Linked DNA regions of Mus musculus: region 2 is linked to region 1. A link is a contact called in public Hi-C data. All regions are on one chromosome and are shown on one strand. The core of a region is the stretch at or near the end of the contact, and the rest is flanking DNA. Distances in the headings are between cores, read along the strand shown. Region 1 overlaps Zfp704 (zinc finger protein 704). Region 2 has its middle 43 kb from the start of Pmp2.

Region 1 (2,809 bases), core at 191-2,690:
ACCTTGAGGGACAGTTGTGAAGTTATTAAATGTGATTCCACGTACGAGAGCATGCACTCTTTTAACAGACATCCATTCCCTAGACTGTAAACACAGCGAGAGAAGTGTTCACTGCACGTAGGTATGGGTCATGATTGCGGACACCCTCCGCTCTGTCTGACCTGCTAACACTCGAATAAGGAAGTTCAAAGTGTGAAGTGCTATGCACAGACACGTATTATCTGATGAGCACTGCATTTACACGTTTTGTCACAGTTTATCAGATGTGTATACATGCAGCTTTTCATTTCATTGGACCCACAGTTTTCGGTAGAGCCTGATTCCCACTTTGCAGAAGCAAGTGATTAAATTTGTACGGCTTGCCCAAGGTTGTTTATATTGTGACAGAAAAACAGTGAGCTGAGCATAAATAATAGAGGCTGCTTGTGAGCAAGATGAGTAAAAGAATCCACAGAGGAGAATGGCAGCCTAGTCTATGGGCCGGTGGGAGCTGAGGCACAAGAGGGACACTACTCCTTCCTCAGCCACAGCGGTGAAATGTGAGAGAGGCACCAAGCTGTCCTGGCTCTGCACGTCACTTGGCCAGCTTTGGGAGGGCAGAATCTAGCAGACTTTTTTCCTCTGGTTTCTTTCTTTCTTTTTCTTTATTAGATATTTTCTTTATATACATTTCAAATGCTATTCCGAAAGTTCCCTACCCCTACCCCTGCCCTGCTCCCCTACCCACCCACTCCCACTTCTTGGCCCTGTCGTTCCCCTGTACTGGGGCATATAAAGTTTGCAAGACCAAGGGGCCTCTCTTTCCAGTGATGGCCGACTAGGCCATTTTCTGATACATATGCAGCTAGAGTCAAGAGCTCCGGGGGTTACTGGTTAGTTCATATTGTTGTTCCACCTATAGGGTTGCAGACCCCTTCAGCTCCTTGGGTGCTTTCTCTAGCTTCTCCATTGGGGGCCCTGTGTTCCATATTATAGATGACTGTGAGCATCCACTTCTATATTTGCCAGGTACTGGCATACGAGACAGCTATATCAGGGTCCCTTCCTCAAAATCTTTCTGGCATATGCAATAGTGTGTGGGGTTTGGTGGCTGATTATGGGATAGATCCCCGGATGGGGTAGTCTCTGGATAGTCCATCCTTTTGTCTTAGCTCCAAACTTTAGTGAGGTAACCCAATCACAAAGGAAGTCATTAGATATGCACTCACTGATAAGTGGATATTAGCCCAGAAACATAGAACACCCAAGATACAATTTGCAAAACACAAGAAAATCAAGAAGAGGGAAGACCAATAGGTGGATACTTCATTCCTCCTTAGAATAGGGAACAAAATACCCATGAAAGGAGTTTCCTCTGGTTTCAAATAGATTGTTTCCGAACTACTATGGAATGTGACTGGGACTCTGAGAAGATGCAGTTCCTGTCATGACCACGAGGTGATGCAATGACCCAAAGTATGGGCACTATGGTACTCTCCAGAGAAAACCAATTCTGTAGAAGGGTAAAAGTTAACTACCAATTCCACAAGACCTTCTGGAAAGTCAGATTCCTGGTTCTGTCATATCTAGGTGTGATGTTCTGTGTATTCTGAAGTTGGGGTGTGTCACTGCTGTGCTGTGTGTGCTGTGCTGTGTGTGCTTTCGCCCTTGGATGCTGAGTGGGTTGGGAGCTTAGGAACCCTAGGCATAGAGACAAGATGCCATGGGCCTGATCCTGTATTGATAGATCAGTGCTGAATGGCTCACGGTGACTGTGAACCCCTCAGTCACCCAGTGCACTTTTGGGGTTAATGTGAGAAAACTCGCTGCAATGTTGTGAGTTTGGGTAGCTCTGGCAGAAATTGGGAATACACAGGAAACCTGACTCAGGAGTCTGTCTACTGGACCAGCAACAGTACCCCAGAGGCGCTTATAAACCTGGTTTTCATCACTTTCCCTTGGTTCGTAGGTGTGGTGACCATGGACAGTTTTACTGGGGGTTGGTTGGAGGGGAGCTTGAATCAAAACAGGAAGCTGTAAGCTAACACAGGAGTTTCGGTAGCTGTGTGGTCTTCAACCACGAGTTAAGCATTTGCTGCACTCTGCATTTTTTATCTTTGGGCTTATACTTATCCCCCAAAACACACAGATCTACAAAACTCATAAGTATGATGTGTTGTTTTAAACAAAATCCCAATTGTTCAATTTTACCAATGAAAACTTGGGAGCCAGATGCTGCAGATGCTGGAGTTAAAGCCTGCTAGCTCAGACAGGCAGAGAAAGCACCAACTGACCTTCCTCCTTAGTGGACCTCCCAAAACCGAATGTCCCTCCCTTCTACTTCCTGTGCATCTGCCTATCAGGTCCTCCTGACTCCCTCTTACTATGTCTTTTTGTTAATAATCACATATTCGCTCCCTGTCAAATGCCTCTTGACCTATGGTTGATTTTACTTAAATCTTGTTTACAGTATTCAAGCAAAAAGTTCCTGGATTAAAAGTGTGTGTTAGGGCTGAGCTACACCACAACTGGAAATAAGTTTTTCCAATAAATAACACAATCTCGGGGTCCACAGTGTGGTTACATATCCTGCAACAGTGGTGCCCACCTGCATCGTGAACTCTACAGCGTTCATTCCGAATCTGCTTCTCAGGAGCAGGAAGGTCTCCCAAGGGAGTGCTGTGCAGAAGCGGTCCCAATGAGGATAGTGCGTGAGCACACCAACCCCAAAGGTACACTGGGTGATGGAGAGGCTCACCACCCTGAGCCACTCGGCACTGACGGATCAATACGTATCAGGATGGAGGCAAGTGTTCTCTTGTTTCCATAC
Region 2 (2,809 bases), core at 173-2,672, 670 kb before region 1:
TGAAAGTTTGACTGGTTTGTCTCTCAGTGTCCTGGCCCTCACTATATTCTTTCGGCTCCCTTGCCCCAATCCTCCACTTGCTGGAGCCATTAGAAACCCTGCTTTGCTTTCCTGGCAACTATACTTACATTAGCCCTTTTCCATGATGCCTTTTAAAAACAATTCTTGCTTGCAGTGAATACCTAAGCATCTGAGTTAAGATCCCCAACTCTAAAGCTGGCCTTGGCAGCAAGCGTTGTATTTCTAGCAACCTCCTGGGTGGGGCTCACTGTCCACTAAGTCTAGCTCATCAGTAAGCTTCAGATTCATACTTAAACAAACAAACAAACAAACAAACCCCTAAGAATTAAAAGAAAGAGGGGATGTTGAGCAGGAAGATGGCCCTGGCCATCTGCAGCGGCAGAGGGCTTATCAGGAGCCACCGAGCCTGCGCTAAAGCGCTCTGGACGCTGCTTTTGTTCTGGAAGGTTGCCAAGGGTTTTTCACGCTTCTGTGGCATCTAGTTTCCAGAAGGAACCTGTAAAATGGTAAATAAAATTGCCTGGTGTTGAGCTGCAAGATGGCTCTGTGGGTAAAGGTACCTGCTGCCAAGTTTGATCCTTAGGATTTGATCCCGGGGATCACGTGCTGGGAGGAGTGGCCTGACTCCCTTAAGGTATCCCCTGACCTTCAAACGAGTGCCTGAGCGCATGTGCGCGCGCACGCGCGCGCACACACACACACACACACACACACTCTCAAAATAAGTATATAAAGTGCAATAAAAAAAATTTTTTAAAGAGAGGTACATAGCATTTGAAGAAGAAAACACCCTGTGCTGACTCTGAACTCCCAGACACACCTCCCCCCCATTCCTATCCCTGCCCTGCACACATGCACACAACTACACATGCATATACCCTCATAGACACAGGAAAACACACACAAGAACACATATATACAGCACAAAAAGTATTAATTCCTATAATTCTTGTTGTATTATTACAGGAAACTTTAGGGAATCTCCGCATTAGATGCCATATATTATCGGAGAAATTGGGGTTTTCCCTTTGGGTTTTTGGTCTCATCAATAAAGAATTTAAAATTATCTTTAAAGCACAATTTTAAAAGCAGACTTGAGGAGGGTTTTTTTTGTTTTTTTGTTTTTTAATTTTAAGGGTAGGCAACCTGTAAATTCAGCAACTGCGGGGGGGGGGGAGGGGGGAGAAAAAGGAGGGGAGATAAGGACAGGGCATAGGGATGGAGCCATTACTAAGAGTAAGGAAGGCCAGCCTATCAGTGGGAGCATGCTGACATCTGGGGAAAAGAGATAAAAGGAAGAAAATGAAAAAAAAAATATTGTTTTTCTGAGTAGCCCAGAAAATCAAGCAGTCTTAGCAGAGGATGTGGCTCCCTGAGTGACTGCCCTCAGGAGGGCTCTCAGGAGGTTTAGCTGACTCAGACCTCCTGGGTGGCAGTCTCTAGAAGGCGATAGACAGGCTCATCTCTATAACTATTCCCAGGTAGATCAGAGCGGTCTGTGTCTAACCAGGGCGAGAGGTGAATCCTACGTTTCTGACAGAAGGAAATAGGTTTCCTATTAAAGGCCTCAACAGAGCCTCCATAGCCATCCTCATTGGCTTCTGAGGCTACTGTACCAACATAATATGGTGATTATTTCCTATAAAATATCATTATGAATTATCTAGTATATATAGACATCAATTTTTAGATACAATTTTGACAATCCTTTTAATGTAGCATCAACCCCTTGTACATTCAGCCCTCCGCAGAAATGAGCATCATACTGAATGCTTACTCATTCCTTGCCTTTTAAAAAAACATTTATCACTATTTTATATATCCTTTAACATTTCTGTCTGTAATTTATATTGTTCATCTGGCAACGGCTTCTTTTCACTCCTGGCCTAACTTCAGTTTTCTCCACGTTAGCACATGAACTGAGGCTAGTGCAGCTGCAGTGTGAAGCCACACTGTCTGGCCAGGTGTTTGGCTCTACTCCAGAGTTTTAGCTCGCAGGCCGTGAGTGCTGCTGCAGAATCAGCATATATAGACTATGCCTCGTGGTGTACGTGGTGTACGTGTGAGGAAGGCCTTTCTGAGGAATGTGCTTAGGATCTGAACTGACAGTTCTCAGAGTCTGAATTCCCGATAGTGTGTTGAATTTCTCTGAAGTGGCTCTGTGAGTCTCGCTCCAGCAGTAATGCTGGGCCTGTGTAAACACCTAACGTTATTAGAAGCTTTGATTTGGCCAACTTGATGAATCTGAAATGGATTAGTGTGCATTTCTGCGACTAATGAGATTGGGCATCTTTTTGAAATTTATATAAGCCAGAACTGACATCCCAGGAACATGCAGAAATACATGCAAATATGATTAATGATGGATTAGTCCATGAGTATCAGACCGAGACAAGAGATTTCCCCTGTAGAAAACACATAAATAATAATCTGCATTTCTGTCTCCATTGATTGAAGACTCAAGTATAATGGAAAGCCAAAGAATATTTAGGAGATAACTTAGAGGCATGGGGACGCAGCCCAGGAAGCAGAGCGGCCGCCTAGTGTGAGGCCAAGAGTACGGTGGTTAGGAACTGTAACAGCAGAATGGGGAGGGAGACGTGTGTGCGGGAGGTACAAGAGGTGTGTGTGCCATCCACAGCAACAGTGAGTTAAAAGCCAGCCTAAGTTACATGAAACTATGCCAGAGAGAACACAGAGGAGAGATGCTGGGGAGGGGGGGGATGGAGGGAGGGAGAAAAGGAGGGAGGGAGAGAGGGAGGGAGGGAGGGAGGGAGGGAGGGAGGGA

The links. Hi-C and Micro-C count contacts between places; a contact is called where the count stands out from the background.
Region 2: a Hi-C map of the G1E-ER4 cell line shows a contact between it and region 1, with 2.2 times the contacts expected there. The contact joins two enhancer-like sites.

What each region holds. Positions count from the first base shown.
Region 1 is chr3:9,465,137-9,467,945 of GRCm38.p6, reverse strand. The region is part of intron 4 of Zfp704 (zinc finger protein 704); the gene reads left to right. Among named protein-coding and RNA genes, the nearest start is that of C030034L19Rik, 64 kb to the right of the region's middle. Within about 2 kb of position 1,440, at least 21 of the 459 cell types and tissues checked have an H3K27ac peak or open chromatin away from gene starts, as enhancers often do. A contact at or near this core is called in the G1E-ER4 cell line, where this site is marked.
Region 2 is chr3:10,139,609-10,142,417 of GRCm38.p6, reverse strand. No RefSeq gene overlaps it. Among named protein-coding and RNA genes, the nearest start is that of Pmp2, 43 kb to the left of the region's middle. Within about 2 kb of position 1,422, at least 61 of the 459 cell types and tissues checked have an H3K27ac peak or open chromatin away from gene starts, as enhancers often do. A contact at or near this core is called in the G1E-ER4 cell line, where this site is marked.